Linked DNA regions of Zea mays: region 1 is linked to region 2. The links are chromatin contacts, called in public Hi-C maps. All regions are on one chromosome and are shown on one strand. Each heading gives the region's core, a stretch centred on a gene start, on an enhancer-like site or on the middle of the called end of the contact. The rest is flanking DNA. Distances are from core to core; before and after follow the strand shown. Region 1 holds the start of LOC100193661. Region 2 has its middle 11 kb from the start of LOC103637747.

Region 1 (5,929 bases), core at 43-2,542, 140 kb before region 2:
AAGCTGAATCCATAGGGACACCACTGGCTACTCGACACCTGCAAGTGTGGAAATGTTGAGAGAGCAATTTGAGCAAAGAAATTATATGCAATGCGTCATAACAAATCAGAACACCAGCTGTCTCCTATCATCATGTGTCATAACAAATCATAACACCAGCTGTCTCCTATCATCATGTGTAAAGTCAACCTAGACTGGAATAATGGTATGCTCAAACAGCAAAGATGGTTTGAACTCCGAAGCTGAATGTTGACAGGCAAAGCTAGCTGGCAAGCCTATTTGGTTGAGCTATGGCGGTGGGAAAAGCTAAAGCTACTCTGAGCTGTGAAAAAAACTGTTATGAAATATCAGCTATAAGAAAATTGAAACCGGTTTGATTGAAACAAGTGTAAAATATACCTCTTATCTTTATCAATCTTAAAACAACTATGAAATACTTTTTTATTCCATTGATTTCGAAAAGCTGAAATCCAAAAGCCAAAAACGAGGTCTAAGATGCTTTAAAAATGTATTAGAAAAAACAGCTGCTTTGAAAAAAACAGTTCCTTCTTGTGCTTTTGGCTTTTAGGAAGCAAAAGCAGCCCCAGAAGCCCAACCAAACAGGGCAGCGTGAGTCTTTTGTTTTGTGGCTGTGTTTCAAGTGTGAACCAGTTGAGTATTAGTTGTATTCCAGCAAACAACTTGGTAGCCCATGTCCATTGTTGACCTGTCCGCCTACCTAACAGCACTACAGCAGTTCGTTAGCACATAAGCGCAGGCCGATCTGACCTGCCTGCCGTGCAATTGCGCAAAAAAACACCCGAATTTGCCTGCCAGGCCGATTGTTTATGTTATTATCGAATATTTGAAAGAAGGTTGGGATCGCTGCGCAGCCACAGATGACGAAAAGACAAAAACGACTGCAAAATCAGGAGGAGATACTACTCATGAGTCAATTAGAAAGGAAATCGACCCTCCAGTTGCAATTAGAATGCATACTCGGAGGCATGAACCGAATATTTCCTTAACCTAGCGAATTCCTTAACCCTGCATAAGTCGGAAGCATCCGACTTGAATCGAATCCTCCCCCGAGAGAGGAGCGATCCGTCCACACGTACATCCTAATTCCTAATCCAGTACTCCTGGCAGACGGAAAATCCATGAGGGGAAGAGAAGTCTCACCTCCGATTCGAAGCGAAGCGAAGAGCAGGCGACGGAGATCTTCTTCTCCTGGCTGGGTGGGTGGGCGGTTGCGCCGCGTGTGGCGAGCACAGGGGCAAAAGGCACAGGCGAGAAGAGGAGGTGGTGGACCGAGGCCGTAATGAGGAAAAGAAAAGGCCGAGAGCCCGAGAGCAGTTGGCGGGGTGGGTGGGTGTTTCGTTGCCTTGCGCCTTGCCGTAGCAGGGTTTGACTCTGACCCGGCCTGCACCTCCGTTTGGTTTGTGCAGCACCAACCCGCACGGCCGCACGCTTTCCACGCGCCCCGCCTCGCACTGGAACAGGCTTCTAGAAGCACTACTCTCGTCAATTCGTCATTCCGTGCGTTGACACGATCAAGTCCCCAATAGATGAGATACTAGTTCAATACATGTACGTTGTACCCATATTTAATATCTATAAAAAATAAATTTAATATCATACGCATATTAGATGTTAAACTGATAAAAACAAATATTATACCTTATCTTAGCCAAAAGACTAAGAAATGTATAAGTTAAAAAGGAGTCTGATCCTATTTTTTCATAGCTTGCTCTGTCGCTCGTCCTCATTTAGTTAGCGATGTGGTAGTATGTGGGCATATGACTTCCTATTATGTTGGGCTTGTGGTTTCTCACGGTCCATCAGTGATGTAACGTCTCATTGGTAAACGAGAAACGGGACACAAAACAGAGCTACGATGCATGAAGCTTATACTTTAAGGGCTCCTTTGGCAGCTGGGGCAGGGTAACCCAGGGGAGTGAGCACCCAGGGGCCATAATCCCTGCTATCCAGATTACTTAGGTGGTCAACGCCGGACGGGGCTGCCTTCCCCTGCTACTCTTTGGCAGCCAGCAGCCAAGGGAACTCCACACTGCTCTTTCAGCACAGAAGAGAACTCCACACTGCTCATGTGTGCAGCGTAATGTAGCCCATGTGTGCAGCTGTTGTACAAGAGAACATGTTTGAGAAGTACTGCAGCTGATGCAACTTAGCCCATGTGTGCAGAAACATAGTCTCAGTGCATCATAATAAAACATAGTCTCATAATAAAACATAGTCTCGGTGTACACTACCAATGTCAAACATAGTCTCAGTGCATAATAATAAAACATAGTTTCAACATACATGACCAATGTCAAACATAGAGTCTCAGCGTACACGACCGATACATTGCATAACATGATAATAAAACAAACATAGTCTTAGTGCATAGCAAAATCAGATAGATGTGATTATTTAGCTTAGCATCATCTCCTGAATGGCATGACCTAAAAGCAAACGCCATCTTGATGTTTCAGTTCTTTTGGCGACCACTTGTTGATGAAAATCCCTTGTGTATCACATGTTGATGAGAAAACTTAGACAAATGTATATATATTCAATTCCTCTATGTTCAGTTCAATATCCAATTTGGAGACCCTCTGTATTTTGGGACATGAAAGCCTTTATATTCAGTTCAATATTCAGTAATAAAGAGAAGACATTGTTGAACTGGATTCAGATGTTTATGAAGCACCTGCTTAAACATCTGTAATAAAGAGAAGGTATTGCTTGAACTAAATTCAGATTGTCAACATACTCTGAAAACTGAAAACTGAATTGGATTAGCACATCTGTAATAAAGAGAAGACATTGTTGAACTGAAACAAAGGTGTGGATTTAGATGTTTATGAAGCACTTGCTTATGTAGACATAAATAGCAGAACTCAAATAGCGGCAGATTTTACTAGAAACAAAATTGAAATACCAGATTTAAGCAATTAAACAATAGAGGTAACTAAATAGCAGATTTTACTATCAAAAAAACTGAAATAGCAGATTTAAGCAAGTAAAAAATGTTGAAGAAATTGAGTGCTTTATATAACTACTTGCTTGTCGATCTCGTTCCTAAGCCACAACAATCTGACACGTGGCCTTTGGCTGTTCAGAAATATTTCTTTGTTCTCCTCGCACTTAAACACGCCCATTGTCGCTTCCATCTCCTCTTCAGTTAACTCTTCCATCGACTCTAACACACGAACACACTTTCCAATACAATATTCTTCCTTCTTGTTACATCCCTCAGCTTGTTGATCAATCTGATTTACCACGTCAAGCAACTTATCATTATGTTGCCTTTTGTAATCCAAATATTCCTCAAGAACCTCAGCAATCTGACTTTGCTTACGCTTCCTTCCATGACTCTCCGCTAGTTGTTCTGAAGATGCAGGGGTGCGTTCATGTCCACCAATCTCAACACGGGTACTTGAAGCTTCCAACCCATGCAGATTTGAAGCGAATGGGTTCAAATCAGGGTTAACCCCGAGGTCGTCATCAATCCTGAAAGAGCTCATAGCTTCATCTTCATCTTGAATATTTAATTGTTGTCGGGATGATGTATGTTGCTGAGTTGATGTAAAATTAAGATCACAGGTGGCACAACTACCATCATAGAGTGCTGACAACTGATTATACAAAGGGAATGGCCTTGACTGAAACTTCTTGGCCTTTGGATTACTCTATTCATTATAGAAAAAGTAGAATACAATTAGATTGTAACCAAAATCAAAAGTAAATAAGAATGATTAGTCAAATGAAATAAGAATGATTAGTCAAAAATTATGACAATTATATTTGCCCATATTGGTGGTTCCGCAATGATCATACCCATAGCCTCATTCCATCCAACACCACTTTGCTTGAGGGCTTCCTTCAACACCTTATAGTTTGCTTTAAGTTCCTTTTCTTTTTCCTAGAATTGTGCCTTTGTAAAAGCCAACGGGCACTTCTCATTGAACATTTGCGTCATAGAACGCCAACCTTCTGGTGCCCAACCATTCTGGCCCTAATACTTCACATGATTGTGCTCCTGCAAGATGTCAACAAGAATCTTCTCATAGTTCATATTCCACGAAGCTCTAGCCATGACTACATAGTATACAATAGCCAATGACTATTACATCAAAATAATACTAATGATTATTATAATCATTCCACATCTGCATAGCAATTTGATCTCTAAGAGCATTTCCAGCATTGGACTGACTACTATGCTGATAATTGCTATCTCCCTCTGGTAATTCAACAAATTGACTAGAATTGTTGTTAGTTAGGTGATGATCCAACCATCCATCTTCACCATTTAAACCTCTAATCATGTTATGAAATGAAACTGCTGCTGATGGAATCAATTGGCACTCTGAAACCCTTTCTTAAAGCTGATTGAAGAACCCCTGCATCAGATGCAGACCCTTCCCACCCACATGAGATGAATGTGAAATTCAAATCGAAGTCGCACGCCAACATCACATTTTAAGAAAGGGTTACTTTTCGATCTCTAAATGGAGGGGCTCTCTCTTCACTAATAGTTATGGGGACGTGTGTCCCATCAATTGCACCGATGCAATTTTGAAAGTAAGGCCAAAACCGAGGATTGGATGTAATCTTCACATGTGGCTGGTTTATGAGAGCACCTAGAGGGGGGTGAATAGGTGATCCTGCGAATTTCAACACTAAATAGCCAACGCTTGGTTATGAAATGTTAGTGCAATTAAAACCAAGTTGCTAAAGTGTGAATTCTAGAAGAAAGCCAATCACAAAAGATGGACACAAGACGCAGTGATTTATCCCGTGGTTCGGCCAATGCCTACTTCCACGTTGTGGTGACCTCCTTCGGTCAAGGATTGAATTCAATCCCTCTCAAGTGATCCAATGATCAACTTTGAGTACCACGACTATCTTCCTTAGTAATCTTTCTCCCGTTTGCGAGGAATCTCCATAGATTGGAGCCTCTCGCCCTTACAAGTTTATCACAAGAGAAGCACAGTAGTAACTGAGGGAGAGTAACACACGCAAGACTCAAATTCGCAACCCACACACACACACAAGCCAAGACTTGAGCTCGAAACACAACACAAAGGGTTCACAACTTAAACAGAGCTCAAATCACTAACACAATCGATCAAATGCGTGGAGGCGGAGTCTGGGAGTCTTAGGATGCTTAGTGAATGCTTGGTGTTTTGCTCCATGCGCCTAGGGGTCCCTTTTATAGCCCCAAGGCAGCTGGGAGCCGTTGGAGATCAACTTGGAAGGCAATTCTTGCCTTCTGTCGAGTGATGCACCAGACAGTCCCGTGCACCACCGAACAACTACTGTAGCAGTCCGGTGCGCGATCTCTTTCCTTTTCTGGCGAAGCCGACCGTTGGATCTTCGGATCTGTCGTTGGCTAAGCCACGTGTCGCCCGTTGATCGTGTAGGTGACCATTGGCCGCGAGCGCCGTTAGCTCACCGGATAGTCCGGTGCACCACCGGACAGTCCGGTGAATTTTAGCCGCGGCGCCTTCGGCTTTTCCCGAGAGCGACTAGTTCGTCGCCGAAGACTTAGGCGAGGGCGCCGATGACTCACCGGACAGTCTGGTGCACCACCGGACAGTCCGATGATTTATAGCCACATCGTCGCGCAAATTCCTGAGAACAGCTACTTCGCCGTCGGGCCAGCCTGGGCACCGGACAATCCGGTGCACCATAGGCTGGTGCTGGTTTGGCTGACTTAGCCATTCTTTCTTCCATCCCTTTTCTCTTTTCTTGGACATGTCTCTAGCACTTAGATAAACATGTTAGTAACCAATAACAATTAACTAAGCCCAGAGACATACCTTTCTCTTTGATTTGCACTTCTCACTTAGTTAGCACATATGAACTCAAAACAATGTGTTGGGCATCTAATCACCAAAACACTTATAGAAATGTCCCAATGGCACATTTCTTTTTC
Region 2 (6,137 bases), core at 3,521-6,020:
TTTTATCAACCCTTCTTGTTCACTGGAATGCTACGTGTAAGTCAGTGACCAAGTCTTCATGTCCGAGAAGTAACGACGATCTGAATCGATTAATACCCAGCTGGGGATCTCAAATCACACGACATATGTAGCACTTAACCCTTGCATATGTCAACTCGCCACAGGGGTTCTTAAGACCAGATCAGGTTCACGCCAACCGAGAGCACAGATACACCATCGTCCAGTCTCTTGCCACGGAGGGTACACGCTACTCTCGCCATCTTTCCACTCCCATTGCGTGTTATCTTATTCTGGTATTAGTCTGTCTGAGGCAAAGCTTACCCATGATGAGGCATGTGACCAGTTAAAAGGTCCTCGATCATCAAGCCTACATTGAGACGGTCCTTAATCGACTCAGACGGAGACACTACACCGAGACTCTCTTCTCGTGCAAGTCACCCGCCCGGTCTTGGCTTTATCATTTCAACCCAAAGTTGATACCTAACAGAGGTACATCTTTTCCGATGTTGAACCCATCATGGCCATGATGGATCCACCATCAAGTTTTATTTTTTTTGAAAATCATCCCATCCCACTTGAAGCATCATCTTTTGTTGAAAACAAAACATTTTGTTTTTCTAGAGCAAGACTAAGCACCAGAAAAACCTTTTCATAAAATAGGTGATGAAGGAAAAGTAGTCAATCTTCCAAGAAAGGAAATGCATCAATTTGTTTAGCACACAACTCCTATCACCTAATGCATCAAGCAAGTGAGAAAGATTTTAAAATAGCAAGGAGGTGGCAAATGCACTGGGGCTTGCCTTGTGTTATAGGAGAGTCGGGCTCTGCTCCACAAATATCAAAATAAAAGCAGTTCCCGACAGGTGGTCTTCAAGTGGTGGTGTAGCTCTTCCTTCTTCAACCTCTACTTCTTCTTCGTTTTCTATATAGAACCATATATAATCATGAATGCTCATGTAATGCTTATGAAAATGCAATAATAAAAGTACATCATATTAGTTTCTTAAATACAATTTTCCTTCACTAGGGTTTGTGGAGTCAGTATTTTAGTTCATAGCGCAGACACTACTTAGAAGTTTAGGGTTTTGGGGTTTAAGTATAAAACACTGTCCAAATCATATCTAACATCACCCAAGGTTTCTAAATATCATTTAAAGCTTATCCAAAAAGTTTGGTGATTTTTGGAGTTACTAAATAATTTCTAAAATTCCAGAGGTATAGGTTTAAGCCTGTTTAAACACTAGATAATTCCTTGTTTGGACTAAAAATCCTAAGACTATTTTTATTAAATACTATAGAAATTTAGGAGCCTAATAAAATTGGCCTCATATTTTTAGCATTTTTCTAGAGTTTCTTACGGATTTCTAAAGCTTCTCGGAAAAAGAAAACGAAAAACTACTAATAGTGTTGGGCCAAAACTGGCCCAACCAGCCCAGGTCTAGGCGGAATTTGGGGGGCGCCCGCGGCAGCGCAGTAGCTTTTTCACAAAGGTCCTCGCTAGAGCCAATATTAGAAATGAAGTCTTCAACCAAATTCCGTGAGTCACTGACACTTTACTTCCAGCCCCTTCTAAGCTCCTTGTCTTTCAAAATTGAGTCCCTGACATCGTCCGGCGGCGCAGACGAGTTCTTCCCGCGACACTACGACGGAGGAGAGCCTGGGCAGTCATTGGATAGCGACCAGAATCAAATCTTAACCTAATTCGAGCAGCTATGGGCATGGATTTGGCTCACAAACTCACAGAGGGGCCGGACCGCGCCCACGGTGGAATCCTAGCTCCGCGGTACCTACCCGGCTGATTTGAGTACCGGACAAATCAAATTAAGGGCACGGGGAGCACAAGCGAGACATGGGCAACACGACGCTCACAAGAATTGTCCTCGGACCAACTGAATTTTGAGTGGGTCAACACCACGGCAGTTCACGCAGCGTCAAACTCATGTTCCGACCAAATTAGGACCACAAAGATCAAACGAGCTTCTTGATGAGCTTCACCAATCTATAGAGATGCAAGAACACAAATTCGTAAGGGTGGAGCCATACCGTAACCGCCTGGCCACGTGAGGTTGATGTGTTGGCGAGGTGGTCACCAGACACACGCGGTGGCTTGATCAGTGGAACTGGGCACGTCCAGGGTATGGTTTGGGGAAGCAATACTGCTAATTGAAGCTACTCACTATGGTTGATGGTCGAAGCAAGGATTACTGGGTTGGCTCCTGCTTTCTTTCTCCCCCCTGGTTGCTCTTTAAATAGCAAGTGAAAAGATCAAGGGGGCTGGATTCTTGAATTTGCAGTAGGGATAACTATGAACATGAGATGTAGTCGTGGCTCACTCAAGAAGATCCACGCAGGTTCACAGAGCTCAGTCAGGTAGGGTGAAGTTTATCCATGGCAAAGGGAGGAGGTAAGGATAGGATGACACTGTAGTAGATATTTGTACTGGTGATATTTCAGTGATGCGCAAGTCTGAATATCCCTGCTACCACCTCATCTCAATCTTCATCCTATCCCAAAGTGGGACACGGCAAGGAGAGTAAATATCAAGGGTAGATATTTCAGTTCTTTTGAATCTTCAACACATGACTGATCCCCCCTCTTCAGTCAACCTTTTCTCCATATTTTGGTTAAGAACAGGTCAGTCACCATTAACAGAACTTGTTCCCAAATCAAGGGTCTATAAAGTTACTATAAGTTTCTTGGACCTAATCCTCATAGATTACAAGTTATGGTGCCCAAAAATCAGTTGCAATACACTGGTACCATTTCAATTTTCTGAACTTCAGTCTTCAGTTTTCATCCGATTTCTTCCTTTTTGACAGGGACAGTTTGGGCACCTTTACCTCCTAAATCTATATAACATCAGGCCAAAGTCTCCTAATAAAACTTGCTCATGAATACTAGCTTTCCAGCTTTGCTTAGATCAACCTGGCACCAAGTCGCATAGGACAGCCTCTGCAAGGTCTCAAAGTCGCTCAGACAAATAGAAATTCAGAGCAGATCTACCTGATTAGAACCCATGAACCTGACAGCCCAACTTTGAACATCATTTTCCTTAATTTTTGGCACATGATCAAGCCCACGTTTCTTAAGAACATTTAATCCCCTTCTAATGGTCTCTAATTTATCTACACAACTCATAGACTTTAACCCTTTAGATTGGTCACAAAAAGACTCCAAACCTATCTCGATACACTGCTCTATAGGTTTCAGATTACTGTGTGTGGTCTGAAAATTCAGAGTCTTATTAGCTCTGTTTTGGGGTATGTTTTCAGGAGATTTCATAGTGTTTTAGGGTTGGGTCTCTTAATTGAACTTATACCCCTATAGTAGCTCTACCATTTTGATGTACTAACCTAGGACAGAATCCTCATGAATGAAGAGATATACAGCCCCAAAGATGGTCCCAAATTACTGGAATTCAGACTTAGTCATATGGTTTTCATGGGTCTTTTTACAAAGAGGTCCAAATCTTACTATTCAACTTGTAAATCCTTGAATATGAAAGTTAGTGGGTTTGAGGTGCTCTTTTACTTTGATATTTGCACTTTGGTCCAAAAGTGTACAAAGTTTACACTTAGCCCCCTAGGGTTTAAATTTTAGGGTTTTCGAGGGTCTTTTCAGGGCTTTGAGCACTTTAGGGTTTTGGTTTTACTAAAGTCCATCAAAGGTGATATCTCATGATCATTTCTCATATATTTTGAAGTTTTCACATGTTTGGATTTACCTTATATCCATAAGCCCAAATCTAGGGTTAAGCACTTGACCCTAGGGTTAACCACACATCAAGCCATATCAGTACAACATTTTTGAAATTTTCACCTAGTGAATGCACTCTAGGTGTGACAACCACATGATATGCTAATCCTCATAATGTTATGCTCAAGTTTTAGTGACAGTAACACCAGAGGTGTTACAGGTACCTGAGGAGCAGCTACCGATGGAGGACCTTAGTGTTCAAGATGACCTGACTTATGTTGAGTACCCTATCAAGATTCTTGATACTTTGACTCGAGTTACAAGAAATAAGGTTATAAAGATGTGCAAAGTGCAATGGAGTCACCATGGCGAAGATGAAGCTACTTGGGAGCGAGAAGAAGAGCTTCACATAGATTTTCCCCATCTTTTCCCTAGTCCTTCCTAAAATCTCGAGGACGAGATTTCTGTTAAGGGGGTAGGATTTGTAATACCCAATTTTTTAAGAGATAATGTAAAAGGAGAAAATTTATTTTTCTTTAGTTATATGTGTGTGTTGTATCTACATACCATCACATGTGAATACCATATTTAAAAAAACAAATAATTAATAAATGACATGCCACTAAATTGTGCATCATGTTGGACCTTATTTAGTGTGTATTTTGTGACAATATAAAAATAATATAAAAAGAAATAGGTTAAAATCCAAATTTGGAGATTTGACCCTAATTTGCAAATTGGAGTTTAGAGTAGAGAAAGAAAAATGTTATACAAAAATAAAGAAATATATATAAAAATATAATAATATAGTTAAACCATCCATACTATTGGGTTAAATTTGTACATTTAAAATGAATATGAGTTCAGATTTAAAGTTTGATTCAAATTTGAATTTGAAATCCAAAAGGAGAAAGGAAAAATAAAAAGAAAAAAAGAAAAGATGAAACTCGTGTTGGGCCAAAACCTAGCGCGGCCCATAAATTCTAACCCGCCGCTCAGCCATCCCCCTGCGCGCTGCGCGCCGTACTGACCACCGGGGCCCGCCTGGCAGTCTGTGCTCTCGCGATCTTGCTCCCTTCACTGTGCAGTGGCCCCACATCGTCAGGCGCATCCTGGTTTTGCTGCGCGCGCTGCGCGCACGGTTGCTGGCGCGTGGGCCCGGGCCGTCAGGGGGTCACTCCAACAACTTCGCCCGACGATGGCAGAAGCTCGCCGTCGATTCCGGGTAAGCCGTTGCGGCTGCGGCTCAGCCCACACCTATATCAGTGGCCACGATCCCTTGCCTCTCTCCGCTCCACAGCTTCCCTAGGTTCACCGCCGCCCGTTCTCTGGCCTTTCTACATCACGCACAGAAAACCTGGAGATCTCGCCCCAAGCTCGAATCCGCCTCCATTAACAGCCTAAACCTACCCCGCCGCCAGCAGAGAAGTGTTGGTAGGGAGGCCACCGTGTAGGAGTCGCTGGCATCCGTCTCTCAACTCCATCCGCGGTCGGAGAGATCTCCTTGGCGCGTCTGGTGCCGCTGCGGTGCATGATTGGGGCCCCTGCCGTCTCGATTCAAGGTATGTAAACCACCAAAAAGTTCGCCATCTCCCATGCTTCGCGTAGAACCAAACCGCTCGGCTAGACGGGCGCCAGATCGTCGGCTAGTCGCGCGCCGGCGTGCTTTCCGGCGAGGGCGCGAGTGCTCTGGTCGACCTCGGCTGCAGGGTAGAAGAAAGGCGCCTAGCCGTGCGATTGGATGCAGACGGCTAGGATTAGTTTGATTGCATACCCCTTTGTTCTGGAGATCCCTGGCCGTTCATCTGCGAATTAGCGAGCACGATTTCCCCACGGGTGTGTTGGATCCGAACCGTAGATTCAAGATCCTGCGGTTACCATGTTGTCCCGTTCCAGTGGAGTCGAGATCTAATCTGCGCCGCCCGCGCGGCATCCAACGGCCAGATTCCTCCCATACCCCTCGTGGGTGCATTTTATTAAAGAACCTTCCTGGAAGTTAGAATTTAAACCCGCAGTCCACTCTGGTGGGAACCTGAGTCTGTGGGGGGTTTTGCGAGGAAGCCCCTGCGCTTTCGGGAATTTGAGGCCCAGTCCAGAGATTAGAAAACCAGGGAAATAAAAATTAGAAAATAGATTTTTGGTATTAAATTAATTGCAGAAACTTGTTTAATTTATAGAAAATTCATATGAACTCCAAATTGGTCCATTCCAATTTCTAAAAAATTTGTAATATTAAGGTTTATCACCTAGGGTCTCTGTTGTGACATGAAAACAGTAGTAAAATTAATGTCTCACTTAACCATATATCAAGCACATGAAACCTTGGAACATTCATAACTTAAAATCTATAACTTTAAATTTAATGATTCCAGTTTCTATGATCTTATTTTAATGTCTAGATTATTATTGTGTTTTTTATTTACATGTTTGGTGTGATATTA

Evidence for each region. Hi-C and Micro-C count contacts between places; a contact is called where the count stands out from the background.
Region 1: a contact with region 2 is called in a Hi-C map of leaf mesophyll, with 2.0 times the contacts expected there. The contact joins the promoter of LOC100193661 here to the enhancer-like site in region 2. A contact is called at or near these places in 2 of 25 Hi-C or Micro-C datasets (leaf and leaf mesophyll).

What each region holds. Positions count from the first base shown.
Region 1 is chr1:107,790,934-107,796,862 of Zm-B73-REFERENCE-NAM-5.0, reverse strand. It overlaps LOC100193661, which reads right to left and starts at 1,292. Exons shown (of 4, transcript NM_001138754.2): 1 at 1,162-1,292; 2 at 1-38. The coding sequence starts at 13. It also overlaps the pseudogene LOC103644844 and the pseudogene LOC111590663.
Region 2 is chr1:107,658,429-107,664,565 of Zm-B73-REFERENCE-NAM-5.0, reverse strand. No RefSeq gene overlaps it. Among protein-coding and RNA genes, the nearest start is that of LOC103637747, 11 kb to the left of the region's middle. Within about 2 kb of position 4,770, at least 19 of the 20 cell types and tissues checked have an H3K27ac peak or open chromatin away from gene starts, as enhancers often do. A contact at or near this core is called in leaf and leaf mesophyll, where this site is marked.